2 separate regions of the Hordeum vulgare genome follow, and region 2 is linked to region 1. Evidence: chromatin contacts called from public Hi-C data. All regions are on one chromosome and are shown on one strand. The core of a region is the stretch at or near the end of the contact, and the rest is flanking DNA. Distances in the headings are between cores, read along the strand shown. Region 1 holds the start of LOC123409935 (putative 1-phosphatidylinositol-3-phosphate 5-kinase FAB1C). Region 2 has its middle 35 kb from the start of LOC123413334.

What was found. A called contact is a pair of places that touch in the nucleus more often than the background predicts.
Region 2: a Hi-C map of leaf shows a contact between it and region 1, with 5 times the contacts expected there. The contact joins the enhancer-like site here to the promoter of LOC123409935 in region 1. A contact is called at or near these places in 4 of 6 Hi-C or Micro-C datasets (leaf and seedling).

What each region holds. Positions count from the first base shown.
Region 1 is chr7H:112,705,564-112,711,522 of MorexV3_pseudomolecules_assembly, reverse strand. It overlaps LOC123409935 (putative 1-phosphatidylinositol-3-phosphate 5-kinase FAB1C), which reads left to right and starts at 2,969. Exons shown (of 11, transcript XM_045102804.1): 1 at 2,969-3,544; 2 at 3,621-4,382; 3 at 4,478-4,631; 4 at 4,723-5,058; 5 at 5,305-5,959. The coding sequence starts at 3,288. It also overlaps the pseudogene LOC123409936.
Region 2 is chr7H:113,065,407-113,071,365 of MorexV3_pseudomolecules_assembly, reverse strand. No RefSeq gene overlaps it. Among protein-coding and RNA genes, the nearest start is that of LOC123413334, 35 kb to the left of the region's middle. Within about 2 kb of position 3,370, at least 2 of the 3 cell types and tissues checked have open chromatin away from gene starts, as enhancers often do. A contact at or near this core is called in leaf, where this site is marked.

The sequences.
Region 1 (5,959 bases), core at 1,720-4,219:
AGCAGTGTAACTTAGTGTAAGTTGCGGGATCTTGTATTACGGAACGAGTAAAGAGACTTGCCGGTAAACGAGATTGAAATAGGTATACAGATACTGACGATCGAATCTCGGGCAAGTAACATACCGAAGGACAAAGGGAATGACATACGGGATTATACGAATCCTTGGCACTGAGGTTCAAACGATAAGATCTTCGTATAATATGTAGGATCCAATATGGGCATCCAGGTCCCGCTATTGGATATTGACCGAGGAGTCTCTCGGGTCATGTCTACATAGTTCTCGAACCCGCAGGGTCTGCACACTTAAGGTTCGACGTTGTTTTATGCGTATTTGAGTTATATGGTTGGTTACCGAATGTTGTTCGGAGTCCCGGATGAGATCACGGACGTCACGAGGGTTTCCGGAATGGTCCGGAAACGAAGATTGATATATAGGATGACCTCATTTGATTACCGGAAGGTTTTCGGAGTTACCGGGAATGTACCGGGAATGACGAAAGGGTTCCGGGAGTTCACCGGGGGGGGGGGGGGGAACCCACCCCGGGGAAGCCCATAGGCTTTGGGGAGACACATCAGCCCTTAGTGGGCTGGTGGGACAGCCCCAAAAGGGCCTATGCGCCAAGAGAAGGAAATCAAAGGAAAAGAAAAAAAAAGAGGGAAGAAGTGAGAAGGGAGGGGGACTCCTCCCACCAAACCAAGTCCAACTCGGTTTGGGGGGGGGAGTCCTCCCCCCCTTGGCTCGGCCGACCCCTTGGGAGTCCCTTGGACCCCAAGGCAAGGTCCCCCTCCCTCCTCCTATATATATGGGGCTTTTAGGGCAGATTTGAGACGACTTTCTCACGGCTGCCCGACCACATACCTCCATAGTTTTTCCTCTAGATCGCGTTTCTGCGGAGCTCGGGCGGAGCCCTGCTGAGACGAGATCATCACCAACCTCCGGAGAGCCGTCACGCTGCCGAAGAACTCTTCTACCTCTCCGTCTCTCTTGCTGGATCAAGAAGGCCGAGATCATCGTCGAGCTGTACGTGTGCTGAACGCGGAGGTGCCGTCTGTTCGGTACTAGATCGTGGGACTGATCGCGGGATTGTTCGCGGGGCGGATCGAGGGACGTGAGGACGTTCCACTACATCAACCGCGTTCTCTAACGCTTCTGCTGTACGATCTACAAGGGTACGTAGATCACTCATCCCCTCTCGTAGATGGACATCACCATGATAGGTCTTCGTGCGCGTAGGAAATTTTTTGTTTCCCATGCACGTTCCCCAACAACCACCGGCGGCGGCTGGGAGGGGTGGGAGGAGGGAGAAGGGTGGGTGGGGGCAGAGTGGTTGACTCGGGCCAAGGCGGGCCCGCGCGGCCCAGATCTGAGCGCCCCCAGCTCTGCCGCTCGCTGCAGCGGCCGGCAGCCGCCGTAGCAGCGCCTCCGCGCACACGCACCGCGCCATCTCGACCTCTCCTGCACGCGGACAGCTTTCCGACGCGCCACCACACGCTCCCACTGCTCCAGCGCGCGAGCACATTCCCACCGCTCCAGCGCGCGAGCACGCAAACAAGGGCCCCGTCGCCGCCGTCCACCGACGAGGGCTTCACCCACCAGCATCCTCCGGCGGCGACGAGGGGAGGGAGGGGGCTTGGGTGGCGGCTAGGGTTTCGCCGCCCGAGTCGCCCCTGGGAGCGACGCGGGGGCCGAGTCTTCCTAATCCAGCAGCTTCCGAGCATAAGAATTGGTTTTCATTTTATTTTACTGTCAATGAGGGTCTATTTGAGCTTGGGAGCAGCGTATTGCTTGACCCCCCTTTTCTCAAGAAATTCTTATACACTAATGTCTTTGAACTCGGTTTCTTGTCGCTCCTTGTAACAAAGATAAGCAAATTGAGTTGGCATTGAGATCTTCTTGGGAAAAAAGATTTCATGTGTCTCGCGCTTCTCCTTAAGAAAATATATCCAACTGAAAAAGAGAAATATGAACTACAATACCATGTTTATTACCGTTGATGCTTTGGCAAGCGATGAGATAAAAATGATCCATGTGAAGGAACTACAATGGGTATTATTTGTAATGATGCTCTTGAATCTTGATGGATGAGGCTTATAGTCACATCTTCTTACATTTAACAATAATTTCAAGGTTACAAAATGGACATTAATAATACTATTATAACTTGATGATGACTAAGGCTTAAGAACGCGGGCGTGATTGAAATTAGTGAGTCATCACAATTTTTTCTACGACTTGTGATACAATTTCATATTTTGTGTTCCATATATTTTCTTGAATTTTCATGTGGAATATACAGTATATGTTACTGAAATTGTAACATACTTTTACTATACTCGCCGTTTGTTCTTTGGGGACAACATGTCCTTATTTGACAAAATCACGAAATATGCGGTTAAATGACGCTCAAGGTTTATCAACACGAAAATGACATCGAAAGACCTTGAGCAATCAAAACAGAACACAACGCACATGTTGCAAAGTCTCAACAGGGAACAACTTTTGTCAAATGGAAGAAAATAACTTTTGAACATAGAGAAAAGGCAACTCAAACCCACAATCCGGATTTTGCTTCACCACAATAACATAGTACTGCCTAGCTCCATCACAATTTAATTTAATTCATAAAAGGAAAGAAACACAATATATTTTTTCTCTGATTTTTTTCCCATCAAGAGATACAAGTCCTGGGTTTTTTTCCTACTATAAAAAAGACAGAAGTCAAAAGAAAGGTAGTAAAAGGAAAGAAGATAAGCGAATTAAAAGGCAGGAAAAACAAAAAAACCAAAACCAACGGCACCCACCGAACTCTTTCTTTTTTTTCCCCACCTTTCTCCTACCGCGCTTACCTTTTTCTCTACTCTATATCTTCCTCCATTCCCCTCACACGCAAAAGCTTCCCTTCCATGGGCACCTTCCCCTCACCCCCCTCCGCCTCCCCCTACCCTGGACTCCGCTCGCCCGCCGCCGCCGCCGCCGCCGCCGCCGCCGCCTCCCTCCCGCAGCAGCTGCTTGACCGTGGAGCCTCGGGCGATGCTGCCGCCCTCTTGCCCGCCACATGCTCGAGGAAATGCCTCGGATGTGCAGATCCCAAGAAACGCTAGGACTAGGCGCTTTGCGGGGTCCCTTTTAGCTCCCCTCTAACGGTTTGTGGCTCCTGGTTTTGGCGTGCTTTGTTTTCCCGTGATTTGTGGTGTGTAATTTGGTACAGGGTCTACTGTGAAATCAAGAAGTTGCTAGGTTTGGGCCTCCTCGGCAGTTGTTTTTTCGTGGTTTTTGCTGCTTTTATGGGAGTTCCCGTCGCGCGGAAGTCCGATTCTTGGGTGACCGACCTTGCGATGACGGACTGCGGCGGCGGCGACCGCTCCGACCTCGGCGTCCGGCCTATTAACGGTGGCCGAGGTGCCCCCATGGAGCAGCGTGGTGACGGGTTGGACGGGGCTCCGATGTCCCCACCGGAGCGTGTCCCGACACCGTCTTCCTCGAGGTCTGCTGGGTGGCGGCGTTTCTCCTCACCTGGTCCTCTCCGATGCTCAACGCCAGGGTGGGTATTTGACTTCCTTGCATTCCCTGGAGGGCATAGCCTGATATGTTGACTGAATAAAATTTGTTGGATGTAGGAGTATTGGTTATGAAGACGGCGAGGACTCAGACCGAGGCCGGTATTTCTCCCCGGGCAGTGAGTTTTCTCAAGATACTTCTGATACGGATTCCGTGAGCACAAATATTAGTAGGCTGTACACATTCAGGTTGGGAAATTCGAGCCCGTTATATAGTCCTATGAAACGATCCGGACAAGTAGGCACAAGTCCTCCCTCCGGGATAAATGGTCATGCCAGCCAAAATTCTCCTCTATACTCTTTGAATTCTGGTCATGGCTACGATGATGGTGATTATTTGATGGATTCACCCAATTGCCATGATGAACATCATGACAATATTATACAGCCAATTGATTTTGAGAGTAATAATGGACTCATATGGCATCCTCCACCGCCTCAAGATGAGGGTGATGACTCCGAAAACAGTTTCTTTCAATACAATGACGATGATGATGACAGCGCTATTGGTGATGGGAAGACCTTTGAACATGTTAACCATGAGTGCGGTGGTAGTGATGATTTACCAGGGACCAAAGGAAAACAGAATATAGCTCATAAAGAGTTCTTAAGGAACGCTCTACATGGGCATTTCAGGGCTCTTGTGTCCCAATTGCTCCAAGGTCATGGAGTTGACCTCGTGGATGGATGGTCGGACATAGTATCCTTATTAGCATGGCAGGCAGCTACCTTTGTGCAGCCAGATACAAGCAAAGGTGGTAGCATGGATCCCACCAACTATGTCAAAGTTAAATGTGTAGCGTCAGGGACTCCCAATGATAGGTACGCCCTATAACGATTCAGCTGTGTTGAGTGATTATATGATATTTTTCATGCCATCTTCGGAGCTAAATGATTATTCATCTGTTTATTTGCAGTACTTTCATTAAAGGTGTTGTTTGTTCTAAGAATGTAAAGCATAAACGCATGGTGTCAAAGCATGAGAATCCTAGAATTCTTCTTTTGGGAGGAGCACTGGAACATCAAAAGGTTACAAACAAACTAGCATCAATAAACAGCATTCTTGAACAGGTAATGCCTCCATTCTTTGTCAGCTGAAGTGTATTTATCCTAATAGCTCTCAGTATGTCCGTAGTTGACATTAAAAGTGTGATATGTACAGGAAAAGGAATATCTTAAGAATGCTGTTGCAAAGATAGAGGCCCAACGACCTCATGTCTTGCTGGTTGAAAAGAGCGTGCCGATGTATGCTCAACAGCTTCTTGCAAAAGATATCTCTTTAGTACTGAATGTCAAGAGATCACTTCTAGAACGGATATCACGCTGCACAGGTGCTAAAATTGCTTCATCCATTGACAATGTCACTTCAGCAAGACTTGGACAGTGCCAAGCTTTCTGGATTGAAAGAGTTGCAGAATCTTTAGCTCCGAAGGATAACAGAAAATCTATCAAGACACTGATGTTCTTTGATGGCTGTCCAAGACGCCTGGGCTGCACGGTAATGCACATAGAACTGTTTGCTACCTTTAAAGATCTTGTTCCATTCCATAAAAAAATGAAGGGTCAATTCTCATCATATTGTTACTTTGGTCCTAATTTTATACACGTATTCTTCTATACTGTTTTTTGGCATAATTTTACTCTCTGCCGAGGATGGCAATCTTGAGCTCCGCTTTGTGTCTATCTATTGTGGCACTTTAATTGTGCAAGACATATCTAATACAACCAACGATTTTTTTCCTAGGTCCTCCTAAGGGGCACATCCTATGAAGAGTTAAGGAAGGTCAAACTTGCTCTACAGTTTGCTGTATTTGCAGCATATCAACTATCACTGGAGACTTCATATCTTGCAGATGAGGGTGCAACACTACCAAAGACCCCTTCAGATCTTCCAGCTCGTCCACTTGAGAAGCATATGAATGGTGGGGATATTTCCTCAAGTACTTCTCGGCAGAATTTGAATGATTTTCAAATCATTGGTGACAGAACTTCAGAAAAGGGCTGCATCGTGCCTCTAAATTTCCTTGATGGTTCTTCTAAAGTGTTAACTATCGACCAATCCCTTTTGAAACCTAACTTTGGTCAGGAAGAATACATTCCTGGAACTGATGACACGTTTTCTCACCCCCCAACATTGTTTATCGATAATAATTGTGAAGCACCTCTAGTCAGAAAAGGGACACCAACAGATTTGCAATGCCCTGATGACGTTCATCGAGATGAGAGGGTTGGTGGGATTTATAGAGTTGAAAGTGAGTTGGACAATGGTTGCCATCATACATCAGACGAAGAACATGTAGGAGTAACCGTACCTGATCATAACGAGAACCCCACCGAGTATTTCCCAACATCCGATAATGCACAGAGCATTTTGGTTTCCTTGTCCATTGCATGCCATC
Region 2 (5,959 bases), core at 2,121-4,620, 360 kb before region 1:
GTGTTTTCAAAAAAAATTTGTAAAATTGTTTACAAATTTAGTAAACAATCGCATTTTCACAATGATCATCTCAAAATACTTTTGCTATAATAACGTTGGTCCGGTTTTCTACTTTTCCTGGGTTTGATCAGCTACAATACTCGAACGCTAACACCATGTGCTCGTGAGCCACTGGACCGGTTCAGTGGGGCCAGCTTTGTGTTTCCACTCTAGCCTTCCGGGTAAGTCAAAATCACTAATCGAGGAGTATCTCTTTCAAAGGTTGCTCCTACTTCCTCAGATTTTGTCAAGTGGCGCATTGTGTGTGTTATTTGCCACAACCTAGTAGTTTTCTTTGTTTTCTTCGTAGATTTGTATTTTTTAAATGTTTTATCTCTTAAACCGTGTGTCCAAATCTCGAATAGTTTTCATCATTAGATTCCTTGCGTCGAGATCTTCAAAACTAGATTCCTTGCGTCCAGCCTAAAATTTGGATTAAATAAAATACAATTTTGGTTTTTTGGGAAGAAGTCCTTTTTCGAGAGATGTCACTCTATGCATTTCCAAACAAACCGAAAAATCATCCCATGTTTTGTACGTTGACAACCATACCCCAGAACTTCTACCAATCAAACGTCGGTGATCAAACTGACCAAAATCCATGGTTTTTGGCCTGTATCACTCAGTCGCATATACAAATACCCCAAAATCCATGCAGTATACCAAATACGTCCTTTTATTAATTTATCCCACGCATTGTGTGTGCATGGGCGGCAATCAGGTTAGCTTCCTGGCAGACCCGTTGGCTGCATGTATTTCACCAGCCCCTTCCATGCGACTTTGTGTGATATGACTGGCTACCGGGCTGTTGTCTTTGGGCTTTGGAAATTTAAGCGAAAAACACAAGGAAGTGGGGCAAATTCTATCGAGTATGTGGGGGCAACTCTGTAGTATGGAATTCACCAATTAAAGGTATCTTTGCAATTTGGGAGTTTTGATGGGATTTCTCCCTACATCTGGAAGTGATGAATGAGTTTGGTTGCGTTTTATAATTGCTTTTAGAAAAGTTTTCTTTAACCGAAAGTCTAAATTACATTTTCACTCTTGCATTTGTCGCTATGAGATATTCAAAATGATATCCCATGTTGATACATTTGACAAACTTTTTCTGGCCAAATATGTGATTCCATCTAGTAATAACCAGTACTCTAAATATAAAGTAACTTGTCTTTCCAACTAGTACCAACTTGTACTTCCAAACGGGTGCTCCCAACTAGCACTAACATGTGTGCTTATGATCGTCTCCAACATATTATAAAATATTTATGCTATATTTACATCAATTAATTATGTTTTATGCACTTTATATTATTTGTATAGACTAATTTATTAATTTAGTGACCAATGCTAGTTCATGTTCTTTGCTTGTTTTTGGTTTCACAGAAAATTCATATCTAGGAAGGTTCAAATACGATGCAATTTTTGACGATATTTTCTGAAAAAACGCAGGACCTGGAAGCTTGTGGAGAAGTCGAGGGGACCCATGAGGCATCCACATGGACACGTGGTGCGACCAATGGTATGGGAGCGCCAACTTCTCATGTGAGGCCCCTAAGACTTCATTTGACCTAATTACAATGCCACAAATCCCTATAGATATTGAAACCCTTCGTCGTACCCTTACAACATTTCTTTTGCCACCACAAGTTTATATTTGGCATTGGTCCCATCTAGGACCATTTCTGGCACTCTGTCGGATGAGGAAGCCATTGGAGGAGGCCTCTTCATCCACCTTTTTGTTCTCATGGTGATGTGTGAGTAGTGGATCCTTGAAGCTGAGAGTATGTACTCGTAGCTAGGTGTTCAAAATATCTCTATATCATGTTCTTGAGGGATTCGATCTTGATTGCATCCTGAACTTTATCAAGAAAGTTGGACATTATGATGTTCATCTCCCTCTATCCTTTCCGTAGTGAATTGAGCCTTGCTCTTTGAAATTTATTTATGTTGGATTGAATACCTTAGATTTGACATCACTTGATGCATGTCTAGTACTTAACTTGCGGATACCTGTGGTGACATTGTGGTTCTCTAAGCATAAATGTTGAAACATATGGTGTTGTTGTAGTACGATGTCTACGATTATTGGTGACACTTAATTTAGGGGTGGTTCAATAGATTGATTGGAAACACAACTTTGATGTGGTTTGCTACCTATGCGATTTCATCCTACTTTCTCCGATAGAATAGAAAATTTGAAGTGATTCTTCGTTGCACTTTGAGGGATTATCATGATGTTCAATTATGTTAATTATGTTGAGTTGGCACTAGTGAAATTATGAACCTTAACCTTGTTTCCAAGCATTGCAATACCGTTTTTTCTCACTCTTATTACTTGCTACCTTGCTATTTTTTATTTATTCATATTATAAAAATGTATTTCTACCATCCGTATTACACATAGATCACCCTCTCTTCGCCGAACTAGTTCACATATACAATTGACAACGGTATTGGGTGTGTTGGGGCTACAAAGTGATTTCTTCTATTTGATTGTAGGGTTATTTGAGAGAGAACCACCTTCATCCTCACATCTCGTGGATTGATAAATCTTAGGTCATCCACTTAAGAGAAATTTATTGTTGTCCTACAAAACTCTGTGTTTGGAGGCCCATCAAAATTCATAAGAATATAGAATTGTGCAGTAGCCATGAGATCCCAATATGTACTTCGAACCAACATGAATATGTGCTCCAAACATGAACAAACATGTGCTCCACATTACACAACACACGGAAGCACACTCGGGCTGCATGTGGGACCATATGTATGCTTTGCACATGAGCACACATTGCACTGCATAGTATACCTAATCACACCATGAAACAACACAAGTGCATGACACACACAACACACTTGATGAAACCAGAACCAGAGCCTCCCTTGATTCATAGGACAGAAATATTATAGGAATAAGGAAATCATAGGAAGTGAGATGACGTATATCTTAATTCATATAAAAAAAGACATGTCATTTGATGCATAGGATATAAAAGTTTTCATTGAGTCTAGGTTAATATATTTTTTCTTTAAAATGTGAAGGATTGGCTTCTATCCTACATAGAAATAAAAATCCATTCCTACAAATCAAGGGTACCATAGAATTTTTTTTCTTTGGAAATCCTCTTGTACAAACAAAAGAAGTGCCTCAGCCCACAAGCATTACGAGGCGCCTCGTCATTCTAACCAATCTGAACCAATCCGATCTGATAGAATGCTACATGTACCACAATGGTTTTAATTGGTTGACGTGCGACGTCCAGCTTTACATGTAGGATCGACGTTGGACAGGGATAGCCGTCGAACGTTAGGCACGGGTCCACGGATTAATTTGACAACTTAACTGCATCATCAGTGCGAAGAGGACGCCGGCACCGGCCATACGCGCCGTACCTTTTGCCCCACATGCGCATTTGCTCCAACAGTGAAGCCGGGCAAGCGCCAAAGATATTTCTGATCGTGCACTCGAGTGGCGGTTGATGATGTTTACATCAGTAAACTAAAAGTGGCCGGTGCTTAATATCCGCATGGCCCATCATTTTGGCATGGAATTTCTCTCTTGTATCCCGGTGATCCGATGGAAGACGAAAGCGCAGCGCGTCAGCGGGGCGTTCTCGGGAGTCAGGATCACGTCGCCTCAGGCGTGCATGGGTCGCCTGTCATGGAGCCCACGGGCTACGGCGCCGCCGAAAGGCGATCCGGGATGGCGACCAACTAGACCACGCCCAGCTAGGATCGAGAGGTGAGCCGGCGCCCGGCGGTCACTGCCACGGCGTAGTTGTAGCTTGCTCGTGCTGTGAATCGAAAGCAAACCGTATGTAATGTACTGCTGGATTACGATGAAGGAGCACTATCAGATCATGGTATTCTTGTCGAGGATAGCAGGATCTTCTTCTCGTTTTTTCTCCCCTAACCCTAAAGCGGCTAGAACGAGCTCTCTCCGCCGTGCTTCATCGGCAAGTCCGTGGATTAGCCTCTCGTCTGCCTGCCAATCCGGCGGTCCGCGAAAGAGAGGGGAATTCCGGTGTCTTTACTACGTTTAGTAGTTTATTAGGTTATTGTTTTTAGTCCTCAGATGCAACGCTCAGACGGATGGCGGTGTTTTCTTATTCGAGTTTGTCTTTTAAGTTTTGATCCGTTTCGAATTCGTTAATCTGGACAAAGCCGACAAAACTCAGGCGTAGATTCATGTTGTCTCTTTGAGACGGTCAGGTTAAGGTTTTTCCTTATGTGACAAGATTTGGTGTTCCGTGCTTTAGATCTATTAGCAAAAAAGCCCGTGCGTTGCAACGGAAAATAAAATAACACACGCTTTGAACGTAATATATTTTCACATGGCATCACATTTGTGTTGTCGACGATGGTCTCAGTGCTCACACAACGAAAACGCGTTTGAATGTATAATCACTCGGAATAAGATGAGAAATATGTTGTTTCTCTCCACGAGATTTTCCAAAGGTATGCATGTGTGGTTAACGATGTTTTCTTTTCTCTCAATTTGGTTTTAATTTAATGGATATTTATAGCAATTCGTATGGTCGTCGGAAAGAGAGAAAAAAAAGACCGTACACTACAGATTAAGTTTGCACTAAAAATAATATTTAAGAAGTATTCGACAGCTAAAAAGAACATCCTATTTAGATTCTACACATTTTTTCAATCAAATTTCATATATAACATGTTAAAATCGGAGTTACGGTTTAAAAGATATGGATAATTTTGTTTTAGATAAAATATGGATTGATTAACTGAAAAGTCAGGGTTTTTTTGTTAAAACAAAAAAACGTTTCGGCTGACTTAAATAGGAACGACGGGTTGATTACTTGAAACATCAGGGAGTTTTCTCTAAAATGCAAAAAAAAAAACGGTTCGGCTCTGACTAAAAGATGGACCGCGGGTTGATTATCTAAAACTGTGAGGACTTTTCTGCAAAACGATAGAAAACGGTTCGTTCTGACTTAAAGTTGGACTGCGGGTTAATTAACTGAAACTGCGAGGGCTTTTTTGTAAAATGACCGGCAACGGACGACAGAAGCGTTGCGCGCTTTATTATTAGGGGAGATTCAAGGGTTTAACAACGCCAACTGGGCTTCAGGGCGTTGGTCCTTAGCGACACATACACGAAGACTTTTTGACTGTCATCGACAAGGTTAAACTGGCATCGGTAGGGGAATGACAACATCGGCATGTTCGTGGCTCGTTCGAGCGCAAAAATTATCGTTCGGTGGTCTCAGAACCTTGATGTAATTTTTATTATACTTGAGATGTTTTATACTGTAAGTTAACCTTTATAATAAATCTCACCCTTTAAAGAAAAGTTAACATTGTGTTTTAGTTTATTAAAAGGCTATCAATGAGTCCATCGTACATGCTTTTATTTTTGATTTTTGTTTTGCAAACTTTTATACCTGCTAATAAAGTACATAGTGTTTCTGTTTGTTCATCACCCAATTTTGTAAAAGAAAATCTATATTTTTTTTGAGAATTAACCCGTTGTACATACTTAAGTCAGAACCGAATCATTTTTTGCATTTTTCTATTAACCCCCTGACATTTCAGGTAATTGACCAATGGGTTATATTTAAGTTAAACAAATGTTTTTTTTAGATTATCCATATCTTTTAAATCGAAACTCTGATTTCAACATATTATATATGAAATTTGATTTGAAAATGTGTAAAATCCATATAAGATGTTATTTTGACCTGTTAACTATTCTTATTATATTATTTTGGAAGCAGACTTATAATCTATAGCGCATATTCTGTTTTCTTTCATATGGGGGGCGACCTGGATTGCAATAAACACCCACTAAAACCATATGGAGACAAAGAAAACATTGATAACCACACATGCACACCTTTGAAAACCTCCCACGAAAAAAAACCAGAAGATTTGAGAGAGAGAGATAGAGACCTTA